Regions from separate parts of the Pan troglodytes genome. Here region 2 is linked to region 1. A link is a contact called in public HiChIP or PLAC-seq data. All regions are on one chromosome and are shown on one strand. Each heading gives the region's core, a stretch centred on a gene start, on an enhancer-like site or on the middle of the called end of the contact. The rest is flanking DNA. Distances are from core to core; before and after follow the strand shown. Region 1 holds the start of ADCY4 (adenylate cyclase 4). Region 2 holds the start of NYNRIN (NYN domain and retroviral integrase containing).

The links. HiChIP or PLAC-seq counts read pairs in DNA pulled down with a chosen protein or histone mark.
Region 2: an H3K4me3 HiChIP or PLAC-seq map of stem cell-derived excitatory neurons shows a contact between it and region 1, with 5 times the contacts expected there. The contact joins the promoter of NYNRIN here to the promoter of ADCY4 in region 1. A contact is called at or near these places in 1 of 7 Hi-C or Micro-C datasets (a lymphoblastoid cell line) and 1 of 1 datasets of contacts at active chromatin or transcription factors (stem cell-derived excitatory neurons).

Annotation. Positions count from the first base shown.
Region 1 is chr15:22,627,307-22,633,974 of NHGRI_mPanTro3-v2.0_pri, forward strand. It overlaps ADCY4 (adenylate cyclase 4), which reads right to left and starts at 3,724. Exons shown (of 26, transcript XM_063793240.1): 1 at 3,518-3,724; 2 at 3,127-3,315; 3 at 1,420-1,617; 4 at 1,151-1,312; 5 at 424-573. The coding sequence starts at 3,285. RIPK3 (receptor interacting serine/threonine kinase 3) reads right to left here. Exons shown (of 11, transcript XM_063793265.1): 6 at 6,507-6,668; 7 at 6,329-6,396; 8 at 5,720-6,094; 9 at 5,519-5,579; 10 at 4,835-5,029; 11 at 4,004-4,186. The coding sequence ends at 4,116.
Region 2 is chr15:22,690,714-22,697,381 of NHGRI_mPanTro3-v2.0_pri, forward strand. It overlaps NYNRIN (NYN domain and retroviral integrase containing), which reads left to right and starts at 3,664. Exons shown (of 9, transcript XM_016925935.4): 1 at 3,664-3,851; 2 at 3,995-4,209. The coding sequence starts at 4,012.

The DNA of each region.
Region 1 (6,668 bases), core at 2,474-4,973:
GGTCACTATGAACACCAACTCTTCTGCACCCTAAAGCCAGGAGGCCCTGTCCCCCAAATCACTCAGGAGCCCACACTGCCCATCCTAGATGCTCCCCAGGGTGCTCCCCCAGGTCCTCCCGCTGCACACAGCAGGGCCCCAGCACTCCATCCTGCACTGATCACCTTTAGTGACTAAACTCCCAGTATCAACACCTGAATGGGAGTTCACTTAATATCATAATGCTCTAAAGTGCTTTTTATAAGCTTTGGTTTGTTTGAGCCTCACAACCTTCTAAGATGGGCAATACCCGCATTTTATACAAAAGAGGAAACAGGTCAAGAAACCTGCCCAGAGTCACTCAACTTGTGGAGGAGCCCCGTTATGTAATCTAAGCAACTCCTCCCTCGGAGCGCTGGTCTGACCTTCCCAGGCCCGGCTGACCTGGTGTTTCTTCTCGGTGTCCAGCCGCCGGCGTGAGTGCAGGGAGCTGAGTGCCTCCCGGAACGTGGCCCGCAGGGCGCGCTCCATCAGCGCCTTGTGGTACACTCCTGCCACGTTCCCGCACAGGAACAGCACTGCGTTTGCTGCCAACTGTGGGTGAAGGCCAGCCTCAGAGGGCGCGGGACCCGGGTGCTTGTCGTGTGTAGTTGGAGTTGGTCTCAAAGACTGGCTGGGGAAGACTGGGCTTTACAGTGAGGGACCTAACTATTGTGGGACAAGTGGTGCCACACTGTGGCATCCCTAGGGGCGTTTCCCTTCCCAGATGCTCCCTGCTCCAGACTCTCGGCTGCTTCACCAACACGACCTCTTAGTTCTGGAAACCTTTGCAGGTAGGTTTCTTGTGCTTGGAATACCACTCCACTGTCGCTACCCACTCCCATCGCACAAAACGTTTTTTTTCATTCTCTGTCAAGGTTTCATTAACCACATCTGTTGTCCCCGGGGTAAACCACGACACGACTCCCTTCCGTGTGGCCTGGATCCCTCTTCTGGTAACAGCAGGCACTGCATCACACTGTTGTACCAGCTCTGCGAAAGCACGGTTGGGTATCCTGCGCCCAGCGTTGCACCTTGCCTTGGAGTCACAGCTCAACAACCCCCACAAAAGGAGCCTACTAGCACGTGGCAGAGCCGTCCTGAGCGCAGCCTGTGCTACTTGCGTGCTCACCTGCGGCAGCAGTGCAGGCCGTGAGTCCGGCTGTGGCCCAAGATACAGCCCGAGGACCAGCAGATGCGAGAGTGAGGAGGCGAGGCCCGCGACGGCGGCGTCCCGCATGCCCAAGGGCAGCATGGCATACGCCGTGAAGATGACGAAGAGAAAATAGGACACCTGGGGGCGGGGCGCGGGAAGCCGAAGGCCCAAGTGGGGCTATTCAAGGCCTGGTGAGGGATCGAAGCCCGGGCCGTCCCCGCTGCCCCGCCTGCCGCCCCTCTCACCTGGTCCCAGGCGCTCACCACGCCCCCGGTGAACAGGAAGGCGTGGCCTAGCGCTAGCAGCGCGACCCATACCAAGCCGGACAGGGGACGCGTCCAGCGCTGCAGTCGCTGCTCCCGGGAAGCGAGGCCCAGCAGCAGCGAGAAGCCGCCCAGCGCGCACAGCACAGTGGTCAGGAAGCTCGGGTCTGAGGTCAGCTCCTGTGGGCAGGGGTGTGTGAGGCAAGATTGTGACAGGGAGAAGGAACGAACCTGATAAAGGAAAAGCCGGCAGCCCAGCCCCTCAGCCCAGTTCTGAAAGGTGCCTCAAGCCTAAGTACGAAAAGGAGGCAAGGCACCTCCGCTTGCCATTCACTTTAGGTTGAACCATTTGAAATTGCTTGTGTCCTACTGCTTTTATCTAGACTCAGCAATCTCGTATGGTTTTTGTTGGTTGGTTGGTTGGTTTTTTGAGACAGAGTCTTGCTCTGTCGCCCAGGCTGGAGTTCAGTGGCGCGATCTCGGCTTACTGCAACCTCTGCCTCCCGGGTTCAAGTGATTCTCATGCCTCAGCCTCCCGAGTAGCTGGGATTACAGGCTCCCGCCACCACGCCCAGCTAATTTTTTTTTTTTTTTTTGTATTTTTAGTAGAAGACAGGGTCTCGCCAAGTTGCCCAGGCTGGTCTCGAGCTCCTGGGCTCAAACGATCTCCCGCCTCGGCCTCCCAAAGTGCTGGGATTACAGGCGTGAGCCACAGCGCCCAGCCTCCTGTTGTCCAACCTATTATCTTGCTGGGACAGCTACCCAGAAGATCTGGCTCCCATCCCCTATTTGTTTCTGAGCCTCAGTTTTCTTATCTGTCAAACGGGAACCAAAGCCTCATGAAGCAAGTGAAAGATAGATCCAAGCTCACAAGGAGGCACTTCGGAATGAATGTCTCCAAATCTGGCCAATTTGCTCGGGAGATTCCCGGAGCCGGGGACCGCGGCCGGCAGCTTGAAGGGCGGCGCGAGGCAGCGCTCGAGCAGCAGGGGGCGCCAGGACCCGAGGCGTCCCGCACCTCCCTGGCCACCAGGGCTGCGATCTCGCCACCTGCCTCAACTCCAAGCAGAAGCTGCACAGCCGTCCCAGCATTTTGTCCCCACCTCTTCCCGGATTTAGGCGTGGACCAGCAAGGATTGGCCGCGCCCGGTGATTTTCCCACCTTGCCTCCAAGCAGTGAAAAGAAAACCCGGGGCAGGCCATTTCTAGAATTGGATTGAAGACCTTCTTCCTCCCCAAACAGAAACTGGACCTGGGTTTACTTTGGGACTCAGTGAGAGCCCGGTGGAGGGTGCCTTCTGGGAGTCTGTGGGTACAACTGCCCTACATCCCCTAAGAGGGAGAGAAAGGCAGGAAATGAATTCCCCAGGGGCCTCCTAGAATTTCCCCTTTGGAAAACTGGAAAATCCGGTGATGGATTTATTGTAGAACCCGTAGACCACGGATGTTCATAAAGTCTGTCAGAACCCGGACCGAAATGAGAAGCATCCAGGACTCAGCTTTTTCCCTGAGCAGACCCAGAAGGGTAGAGTGACTTGCCCAGGGTCACTGCAGTTCCTAGCCAGGCTCAATGGTCCTTTCTTTCTCTGCTCCCAGCAACGAAAACACATCGAAAAGAAGACCCCACAAACCCCAACCCCGAAAATGCTCCCCAGGTAGAGACCCTCCCGCAGCAGAGGCCCGGCTCACCCTGCCGCTGGCCCAGGCCACGGCGAGCAGCGCCGCGAGCGCACAGAGCACGATCCCCAGCAGCAGCAGCAGCAGCGGGTACTGCTGGCTCAGGCTGTAGTAGGTCTCGTAGAAGAGGTCTTCGCTGGGGGGCGGCCGGGGGCTGAAGAGGCGGGCCATGATCTCCCCAGCCCCGAGCCCCGGGGCTGGCTAGGGCCGGGCGCCGGGTTACCTCCTTCGGCCCGGCGGGCCCCACCTGAGCTTTTCTCACCCGCTCCAAGCCGCTACCACCCCGCGCCCCCAACCTCGTGGCAATCCCGTCTCCTTTTTCAGGCCCTCCCTGCGGCCTCCCAGCCCGCTCCCAGCTGGCGATGAGGGGATCCCTCAGTCCTTTCCTCCTCCTCCCTCATACCCGGATTGTAGAGGTGCCCTAGAAAAGCCTCATCGCCAGGAGGGCAGGATTTGGGGTTGGTGCGAGGGAGCCCCGGGTTCCCCTGATCCCCGAACTCACTGCCCGCGGCGCTGGCGCAGCGGAGTGGGCTAGGTCCGGGGAGGGAGCCGGGGACCTGATGGCGGAGTCACGCTCGCCGCTGCGCTCCGGCTCAGAGTCCCGGGCGACAGGCGCTTCCCTCCCGGCGCCGCGGCCCCCTCCCACTTCCCCGACGGGACAGCCCGGCCCCTTCCTGTGCCAAAGCCGGACTCCCCTGGTCTCCTCCCGCACTTGGTTTTGTCTCTCCTAACACCATCGCCTCCCCGCTTCAGCCCCTTCAGGGAAGGGCAATGTGGACCCTGGGAGAGATGCGAAGGGGTGGGCTGGGGTGGACCCAATGGGATGTGTCCAAATGGAGGTGAACGTTTGGTAGTGGGGAGACCGAGGGCGGGGGGCTGAAGCCTGGCGAGAATGTAGGGAAGAATGTGGGTCCTGGTGGGGATCTAGGTCAGAGTTGGGGGCGCTCATTCTCCTGACGTCTCTGCTTGGCTGGCAACCACTACCACCGGGTTTGAACTGTTCATGCTCCGTGGGAGGGGTTGCGCCTGTGTATAGCTTTAGGAGTCATAGCTTTCCACTCTCGAACAGCAACTGGGAATCAAAAGGGAAGCAATGTCTAGGAAGCAACCTGAGTGTGTGGTGGAGGCAGGTATGTGGCGTCATGATCTCTAAGAGCCTGGGGGCACCGTGCGGGGCCAGGTCTGTGATCTTTCACATCAACTCATCCCTCCCCAGAGCCCTGCAAGTGAGTCTTGAGAGCCCAGAAGAAAAGGAACCACAGCCTCTATCCCCAGAGTTTTAGGGTTAGGGTGGGGTTGCCATCCTAGGCTTTAGAGGAAGCACTGCCCTGAGATTAGAGAGTGGTCTGGGGAACCAGGCCTCTAGGATTCCTTCCTGTTGTAGCCAGCTGTGCCCTGACCTTGTGTGCCAGGCCATTGCCCACTCCCAGCCCCCAGCATCCCCGCTTCCTGCCATAGCAGAGCTGTGGTGCCTCCCTATCCCTCACTGGCAGCTCCCACCCCCATCCCAGTCCCTCCCTGCCCCTGGCTGAGCTCAGACTGACTAGCATTCCATCATGTTTATTGACTCCTGGGGGACAGGTCACAAAGTCAGTTTGTGGGCAGGCCAGACTGCCCTAGAAGGAAGTCAGGGGCCTCAAGGAGTGGCACTCTTCCTTAACTCGTAACTCTTGGAGGCAAGCTTGGAAAGTGCTTTATTTCCCACTATGATTATACCAACCCTGTGGCCTGCTCCAGGCTTCAGGATCTTTAGGGCCTTCTTGCGAACCTACTGGTGGGGGGTGCTGCAAGCCCCTCCCCTTGCCCGAAGGTGCCAGGCCCCATGTGGGCAAGGCAGTTGTCTGTTGCATAGTCAAGTAGTTGTTGTCTCCAACTTGCACCCCAGAGCAGTTGTATATGTTAACGAGCGGTCGCCCTTTAAGAGAAATAGTGATGGTGGCAGGAGGGTTTAGCTGTCAGAAAGGCCAAGTTGGGGGTGGGTGGGGAGTATGAAGTCTCCACTTGTCAGTGGCTGTGTCAAGGTGTGCCCTGTGCTCCTCCCCTCAGAGCTCCTCTCCAGAATTGGGTTAGCAGAAGCTCTAGAGAGTGGCAATTGACATTTGAGACCCTGATCTTTTTTGCTGGGAGGTCCTCTGGACTGCTGAAACAATGGAACTTAGGGGGCTCACAGAGCTGGTGTTGTGGAAAGTTAGAAAATTCAGGGACAAATCCAAGCTTTGTTGTGTGACCTCAGAGGGCTCCTTTCTCAGGGGGAGTCGGTTTTCCCATTTATGAAATGAGAAGGTTGAGTTAGATCATCTTCTCCCCTCCCCTCCACAAAGTACCCTGAATCTAGATATAGGTCTGGAGGAGGAGTCCGGTGGAAGAATTGAACAGGGAAAAGAAAGAGGTAGAGAATGGGTACCTGTTACTGGATTTGGCTCCGGGGTCCTGCAGGACCAGTTCATGCCTTGTCTCTCAGCCCCCTGCAAACAGCACAGAGCATCCAGTTCTGCCCTGGAGCCTGGCACTCCCACTGCACTCCTCTCAGCCCCAAGTTTTCGCTGGCAAGGGGACAGCATTTATAGGACTCTTAGTGCATCCCCTAATCCTGTCAATGTCTCACCTGATTCCCTCGGGGTCCAGGACTTGGTTTTCCAGTTGAGGTGGGGCTGGGCATCTGGTTTCTGAAAGTTGAGGTCTCTGGAGTCTGGGGAGGTTGGGCCATTGAATCTGAAGATGTGCCTGCTGTCCAGGCTTGTGGAACCTGCTCCTCTTGTGCCCTGCTCCTCTTGGTAAGGCTCGGGCATTTTTTAGGAACAGAGCTGGGAGGCTCCTCTAGATTCAGTTTGTTTAGCCACTCAGAAACCATGACATCATTACGAGAATGCTGGTTTTCTATGGTTCTCCTAAAGCCATCCATTTCTGTCCCTCCTTGGCCTGACTCTGGGATAGAAAATCTCCTATTGCTGCCCCTGAGCTGAGACAGGAAATTCTTTACCTGCAGGGATGGGAGGAGTTTGCTGGGTATGACTTGGATGAGCCAGAGTAAACCCAAGGGAGTAGTCCCTTGGTCCATAATCTGTTGTCTGGGAACTCAGGGGTGGGCTGGGGAGGGTGGGTACAAAGGTCAAGGCATAAAAAGCAGTGGTCAGTGGTGAGTCATTGGATGGCCAGGTAGCCACGTTGTGCCATCCCTGACCAGCTCCTGGGGAGGGGTGATGTTGGCACTCACCGTGGAGACAGCAGCATTCATATTGTTCTCCACCATCTGGAAGGCTTCATCAGTTTTTGGTAGGCATTCTAGAGGGACAGCAGAGTGGAGTGCAGGTGAGCAAATGTTCTTTTCCTGAGAAAAGCCCCCTGCTGACAGACCCAAGCTTATCCTAGATCCAGCTAACTGGCCAGCTCACCCTGGAAGGAGGGTCTGTCCTTGGGCTTACTGCTCCAGCAGAGCTGCATTAGCTCCTTCAGTCCTTCTAAGCCGGGAGTCTCAGGCCCGGCTTGGGGCAGCTCAGCCAATGAGGGCCGGTTCTGCCTGTTGCCCACTGCTTCATACACGAGTGATGGTTCGG
Region 2 (6,668 bases), core at 2,414-4,913, 63 kb after region 1:
ATTTTGGGACCTCTATCCTCCAGAACTGGGCGAGAATAAATTTCTCTTATTTTAAGCCACTCAGTTTGTGGTAATTTATGACAGCAGCCTAGGAAACCGGTACAGTTGCAGAGCTGGGATTTGAACCCAAGTCTTTGACTCTTGAGTCCTGTGTTCTGAATGGGAGCACAGGATTATTCATTTCTGTTCCTAAGACAGGGTGTTTATGAGGGGAAGAGTAGGGGAAAATTAGTATAACTTAGTTTCCTTAAGCCTCCCCAGCCTGTAGGTGTTAAGAGATAGAGTGTGCTGAATATTCTCTGTGTACCCTTCACTCTTCTCTATCCTGCCCTGTGTTCAGGAGGTTGACCTCAAGGGATGGCTTAGCCTTCCACAGCCTTGCCATTTGGCTTCTGGTTGGGTTTGTCCAGTGCTGGGCATTCGCAAGCCACAGGAAGGTGGCTCCCTCCCTGCTGGGTGGCAGCCTGCTGGTGGCTGTGATCTTTACCCAGGCCCATAGCTTCTGTCTTGTGGCCTATGGCTCCAGCTCTTGCCCAGTGGTTGGTGGCAGTAACCACTTCTGCCTTTTCCCTTTCAGGCCTACTGGTGGTAACAGCTTCCTGCTGATACCTAGCCCTCAAGAACTGCACCAGTCTCTTACCGGTTTTAGCCCTCAAGAACTGCACCAGTCTCTTACGGGTTTTCCATAACCCCACTCAAATCCCCATAAAAGAGCCATTCTTTAAATTTCCTTCAGTCATCACTTTTGCGAGTACCGTGTTTCCTGCTGAGATCCTGACCACTCTGGGGACCACATTGTGTGACACAGAGAGAGTAACTCTGGTTTCCTTGACTCTAGCCCTCAGTGCTCATTTGGAGCCACCTTAAGTCCTGACCATTCCAAATGCCTCTGGGAGGGCACTTCTGCTTTGTGGCTCTGAAGGAATGCAAGTTGCTCAGGGACTATGGCAAAGTCGGGAAGAAGCCTGTCTCCTCTCTGGGTTACTCCTACACAAAGATCCCAAGCAGGGCTGCCTGGGTTCCAGGGCTCCCTGCCCCATCTCTGGAACTTGGATAGGTGTGGATCTGGGCCAGGTACTTGAGTGCCAGAACTGCCTCTCTCTCTGGAGCCTTGGAGGGATAAGGATCTATTACTCTGTCAAGCTCACAGGGCAGGCCCTTCCTTTAATCAAGATGAGCTTTCTTCTTGGAGGTTTCTCATTCCTCATGCAAACAGACTCGTGACAGGGTGTGCTCCCCTGTTGCCAGACATGCCTAGACATATCGAATTCTACTTACACTTGAGCTGGGATCCTTTTATACAAGGTTAGGAAAGTAAATGAGGGCCAGGTTGCAGAAGGCCTCCAACACATCAAACCAGTTTTAACCTAATATTGTAGGCAAGGAATCACTGAATGTATTTGAGATAGGGAGAGCCTTGGATCAAGAACTGCTAAGAGCTTAGCTTGGTTGCCATCTCAGTGCCCATATTCTTGCTCTCCCTCTAGTTGAAATATCCCCATCAGCAGAGAGGCCCCATGGAGTCATTCTCCATCACGGTACCTTGTCTTATTTCCAGGAGAGTAGTTCCCCTTCTCTGAAATCATACTCTTTCTTTCTTCTTCCTCCTGTATTCCATGGGGGCAGGGAGATCTCCATCTTACTCAATGCCATACTCTTAGGGCATGGCTCATAGTAGACACTCAGTGAATACGTGTTAAATTTGTTGAATAAGCGAATGAATTTGGTCCTATGAATGAATTTAGATGAGGAAGCCCATGGAGTTCAAGGGACTTAGGGACCTGCCTGAGTCCACATTAACTCATGTAACTCATCCAGAACTGAGCATAGCTGGGATTAAAACCAGGCTAGCTAACAAAATCTCTACCTCCGGGAGAGGCAGGAGCTGGGGAATGGGTTAGTAGGAAGGGTGAGGAGAGGATTTCTAGGAAGGTGTGGTGACACATTGGCCAGAACTGAGGTGGGGGAGAAGAGACAAGCTCTTGAAATGGGGAATTAACATACATTGGGTATCTACTCTGTGCTAAGCACTGTACCTGGCGCTTTACATGTAGTCTGATTTCTACCCTCCGCTGTGTGTATTATTATCCCAATTTTCATGAGCTAAAGAAATAGGGACACAACAGTTTAAATAAATTGTCTGCTTTTATCCATTTATACATAACTTGATTCCTAAGATTGACCTCTTCTGACCCTCAACATGGCCTCTTTGAACATAGAATTAAACCCAGGAGTTCTCCATGAAGATGATCACCATGCTTGGGGTTCATGGTCTGATAGAGGAGGGCAGTAAGAGTTAAGTATTCATTCAGGGAAGGAGTGGGGAGCAGGGTTATGTGGCTCTCACCTTATTTTGTAAGAGAAACTGAAGCACAATAAGGCAGGAGACTCTTTTGCTAAAAGGAGAGCAGTCAGAGGTGGAAAGAAGGCCTGAGATGGAGATTCAGCCCAAAGGCCTTCTGCTTCAAGGTACTAGAGAGGGGCAGGACAGGAGGACCAGGCAGGGTGGAGCAGAAGGCTTTGGAGCCAGAAGTAACACAGATCATTTTTTCCTTTTCTGGATTCCAATCTAGGGAGAAGAATCAGGTGTGTAGGATGAAGTAGGGTGTGGTGGGCTGAGTCCAGTCCAGACCAGGAATAGCGTGAGCCCCTCCCTGCCCCCAATTGGGCCCCTTCCTTGCAGTGGGGTGCTCCTGGTCCCTTGCCTGCACACAAACACATGACGACCCTGCAGACCAGATGTTCCAGGGCAGGCCTAATTTAAAGTCTGATGCCTTTTGACCTCATAGGTATACTTGTGTCTATCAGACTGTGGCTCTTCGTTTTAGTCTGGAAAATAAGATCATTGAGGCCGAGACATAGGCCCTGCCCTCCACAGGGCCAGGTTCTATTCAGGCCCAAGGCTGTATAAGGTGTTCTTTGTGCTGGGGATGTGAGCAGAGCCTGGGTGTTGAAGGTGGTCCCCTAGCCCAGGGTTAGTCCCAGACCACTGATGCCAATTGGCTGACTGGTCAGGGGTTGCAGGAGACCTCGGAGGTTACATTACTGCCCGGACCCTCTATCTCCTTCCCCTCACAGCATAACTCAAACGTGCTAAAAAGGGCTTTCATAAACAACTCAAGTCTGAAAACTCTGGCAGCTCTCCCGCCCCTCCAGCCCTGGGGGGCTTCAGGAGGGTCTGGGCTGCCCGCCAGCTCCAGGCTGTCCCTAGACTTCAGTGGGGGGTGGGGAGTCAGTGCTGTTACCCTTTCCTTCCTGCTTGGTCTCCAGCCCAGAGTTTCCTTAGGCCCCGGCCTCCCTGGGCTCCCCACCCTACTCTACCTTAACCCTTTCCTCCCAGGGAAGGAGTGGCCGAGGTCCCCGTTCTCTTGGGACGCCTGGGAGAGGCGGTTGGGGGTAGGGGGGAGGTGGGGGTAAAGGGGAGAGATCCTTGTTCCAAATCTCAAAAAAGGGTGCCGGAAACCAATCCTCCCCTCCTTCCTCTTCCCCGTCCTTCCACTAGCAAGAGGGGAACGTGGAAGGAAACTAACTTTGACCCCTGGATTCTGGCTCTGGGCCCAAAACTTGGGTGGAAGGCAGAGGCCTCCGGGACCCTCCCCGCCCCCTCCTCCCCGCCCCGGCTCCCCCTCCCTCTTCTCCGCGCCCCTTTAAGCTATCCAGCAGACGGAGACAGAGTTGATCCAGGAGGGGCTGGCGGAGTGCTGGAGGGGGAAGGCTGGGGGCGGAGGGAAGGGCGGCAGGAGCCCGACCGGTCCCACCCCTAGCTACAACCCCGGGCAGGAAGAGCTCGTCGCGGTAGCAGCGGTCGAAGGGGACCAAGCTCCAGAGGGCGGGCGCCCGAGCCGTGCCGGGTGGGTCCCGCCGCCTGGAGGAAGGAGGCCGTGCGGGGGGCGCGCCGCGGGGAGGAGGGGGCGTGGCTTAGGCGCCTGGGGCTGGGGGCTGGGGCGCCTGCCGCACCGAGACCCGGGTGACACTATCGTCTTCTTCGTTCCAGGAGCGGGCGGGGCAGCCATGCTCCTGTCTGGGGGCGATCCTCCGGCGCAGGAATGGTTCATGGTGCAGACAAAATCGAAGCCTCGGGTGCAGCGGCAGCGTCTGCAAGTGCAGCGCATCTTTAGGGTCAAGCTGAACGCCTTCCAGAGCCGCCCGGACACCCCCTACTTCTGGCTACAGCTCGAGGGGCCCCGAGAGAACATGGGCAAAGCCAAGGTAAACAGCTTCTCCCCACCCCCACCCATCTCTTCCAGCCAGATCACTCTCTCCCCTTCCCCTGGGGAGATGGTGGTCCGCAGAGGCACCACCCACCCTGCCCCCGCCTGGATTTGGCAGTGTGGCAGGCAGGTAGTGGGCCATCCTCCTGCCTCGCCAGATCAGCCTGCGCTCCTTCCATGCCCGCTTCTTCCCTCTGGTTCCTTCCTTTCCTGCCCCACCCCTTCCCTACGTGTCACCTCTGTCCCTCAAGTGCACTGAGAGCACCTCCTCGGTGTGTGTCCCCCATGAGACTTCCCTGGCCAGGGCCCCAGCATCAGCAGTCCCACTTTTCCATCTGGGGAGCAACTCAAGGCGCTGTATTTCTGTGGCCTCTGCAACACACCTCTTTGTTCTCCACCAAGACTGAAAGGCCCAGGTCCTTCTGTCTCCTTTTAAGTCTCCTTAAATCCTGGGCTGCCCCTTGGAGCCTCTGAGTACTAGGACTGGAGGGGCCTTTAGAGATGCTTCTAGAGTGATACTGGCATTTTACAGATGAGGTACTGGTGGCCAGAGAGGGTAAGGGGCCTGGCTGAGTGCTCAGAGGCAGGTAGGTGAGGTGGTGGGGGTTGGACCAGAACCCAGGGCTCTGGGCTCCCTGCCCCACACTCTTGATGCCACTCAGCTTCTTGCAGGGGTTCAGAGTGGGGTGCAGCCCTCTTCCCAGATTCCCAGCCCTTGGAGATGGGTGGGAGTCTGGGAGGAGGGCTATGGGTTTTCAGATGAAAGGGCTTGCTATGTGGGGCTGGACCTTGGACAGGCCAGATCACAGTGCGCCTCTCTTGCAATCTCCCTGGCTTCTCTCACAAGCTTTTCCTCCCCTTGGGCCTGTCAGATTCCACTGTCCCCCAAGGTTTACCTCTTCCCTTAGATTCCTTTATCTTACTTCTTCTTTGTAGGAATGCCACAGGAATGCCACAGCCTCCCTCTGCCCCAGACCACCTTCCCCTTCACCATGCACACCTACTGCAGATGGGTTTATACCTATATCTTAATTGGTCAAGGCCATGGGTGGGGAGGCCCAGAACTCGGCCAGCCAGTCTGGTAGGCAGGCAGGCTGGGAAGTTCCTCCCTCAACCCCTCTGTGGAGCTGCTGGGTCAGCAGTTTTTCCAATTTTGACAGAGGTGCTAGGAGAGGGAAGGGGTGTCTTCCCAGAGAACATATGTGCTGGAGGCCTTGAGAGGAAGACATTTAGAAGCCGGGGTAGGGTAGGCTAACAAGAGGAGTGTTTTGGGTTCTTTGGGTTCTTAATCTTTTTGTTACTTTGAAAGGCAGCAGCTCACCCTCTTAGGGGACTCGCACTTTCTTTTTCTTTTTTTTTTTTTTGAGATGGAGTTTCACTCTGTTGCCCAGGCTGAAGTGCAATGGCGTGGTCTTGGCTCACTGCAACCTCCACCTCTGCCTCTTGTGTTCAAGTGATTCTCCTGCCTCAGCCTCCTGAGTAGCTGGGATTACAGGCACGTGCCACCATGCCCAGCTAATTTTTGTATTTTAGTAGAGATGAGGTTTCACCATGTTGGCCAGGTTGGTCTTGAACTCCTGGCCTCAGGTAATCCACCCGCCTTGGCCTCCCAAAGTGCTGGGATTACAGGCATGAACCACTGTGCCGGGCCAGGACTCACACTTTCGGAGGTACCCCCCCCCCCACCCCCTCCTTGCTCAAATCCTGGATTGGCTTCTCCAGGCCTACCTGCTCCATCTCCCTCTGCTGCTTCAGGGTTCTTCGGACCGCAGATCTCACACCTCAGGCTCCCACTGTAGGCCCAGCTAATGGAATCAGTGGCTCCCTTGATTCCTAGCCCTGTTCCTCCACTCCCCCTTTGTCTTCCCTTTGGGAAAGGCATTGTTGAAAAGTGGGAACCCAGCGTGAGGGGATTCTGGGTAGCTCCCTGCCTTATTGTACACAATGAGCATAAAGGAGACTTTGTTGGCAATTTGGAGAAGGAGGACAGGGAAGGTGGGGGGGGGTTAAAGTTTTGTCTCGGGGTTAGGGGATCTGGGTTTGATATGCTGTCACCAAGTTACAACCAAGATAGGAAGGGTATGGTGAGGAGAGTTTGAGACTGGGGTTTGCTACCTGTTAACTATTTGAACTGGGTGATCAGATCAAATAACTTATCCTCTCTTGAGCCATTTCCCTCATCTATGGAACAGACTATAATAATACCTGGTTCATGAAGAGTTTGTGAGAGTCTGCTGAAATCATGCATGTTACAATATTGTTATAAAATGTGGAGAGCTATAGAGTATAGATGTTAGCTACTATTGTTTTTGACTAGCTGCGTAACTTTGAGCAAGTCCTTTTCCCTCTCTGAGTCTCGATCTCCCTGTTTGTAAAGTGGAAGTCTTGGATTAAATGCTGTCTAAGGTCCAGCGATCTGACACATAAACATTTCCCAAGTGTAAGGATGTCTTGTGG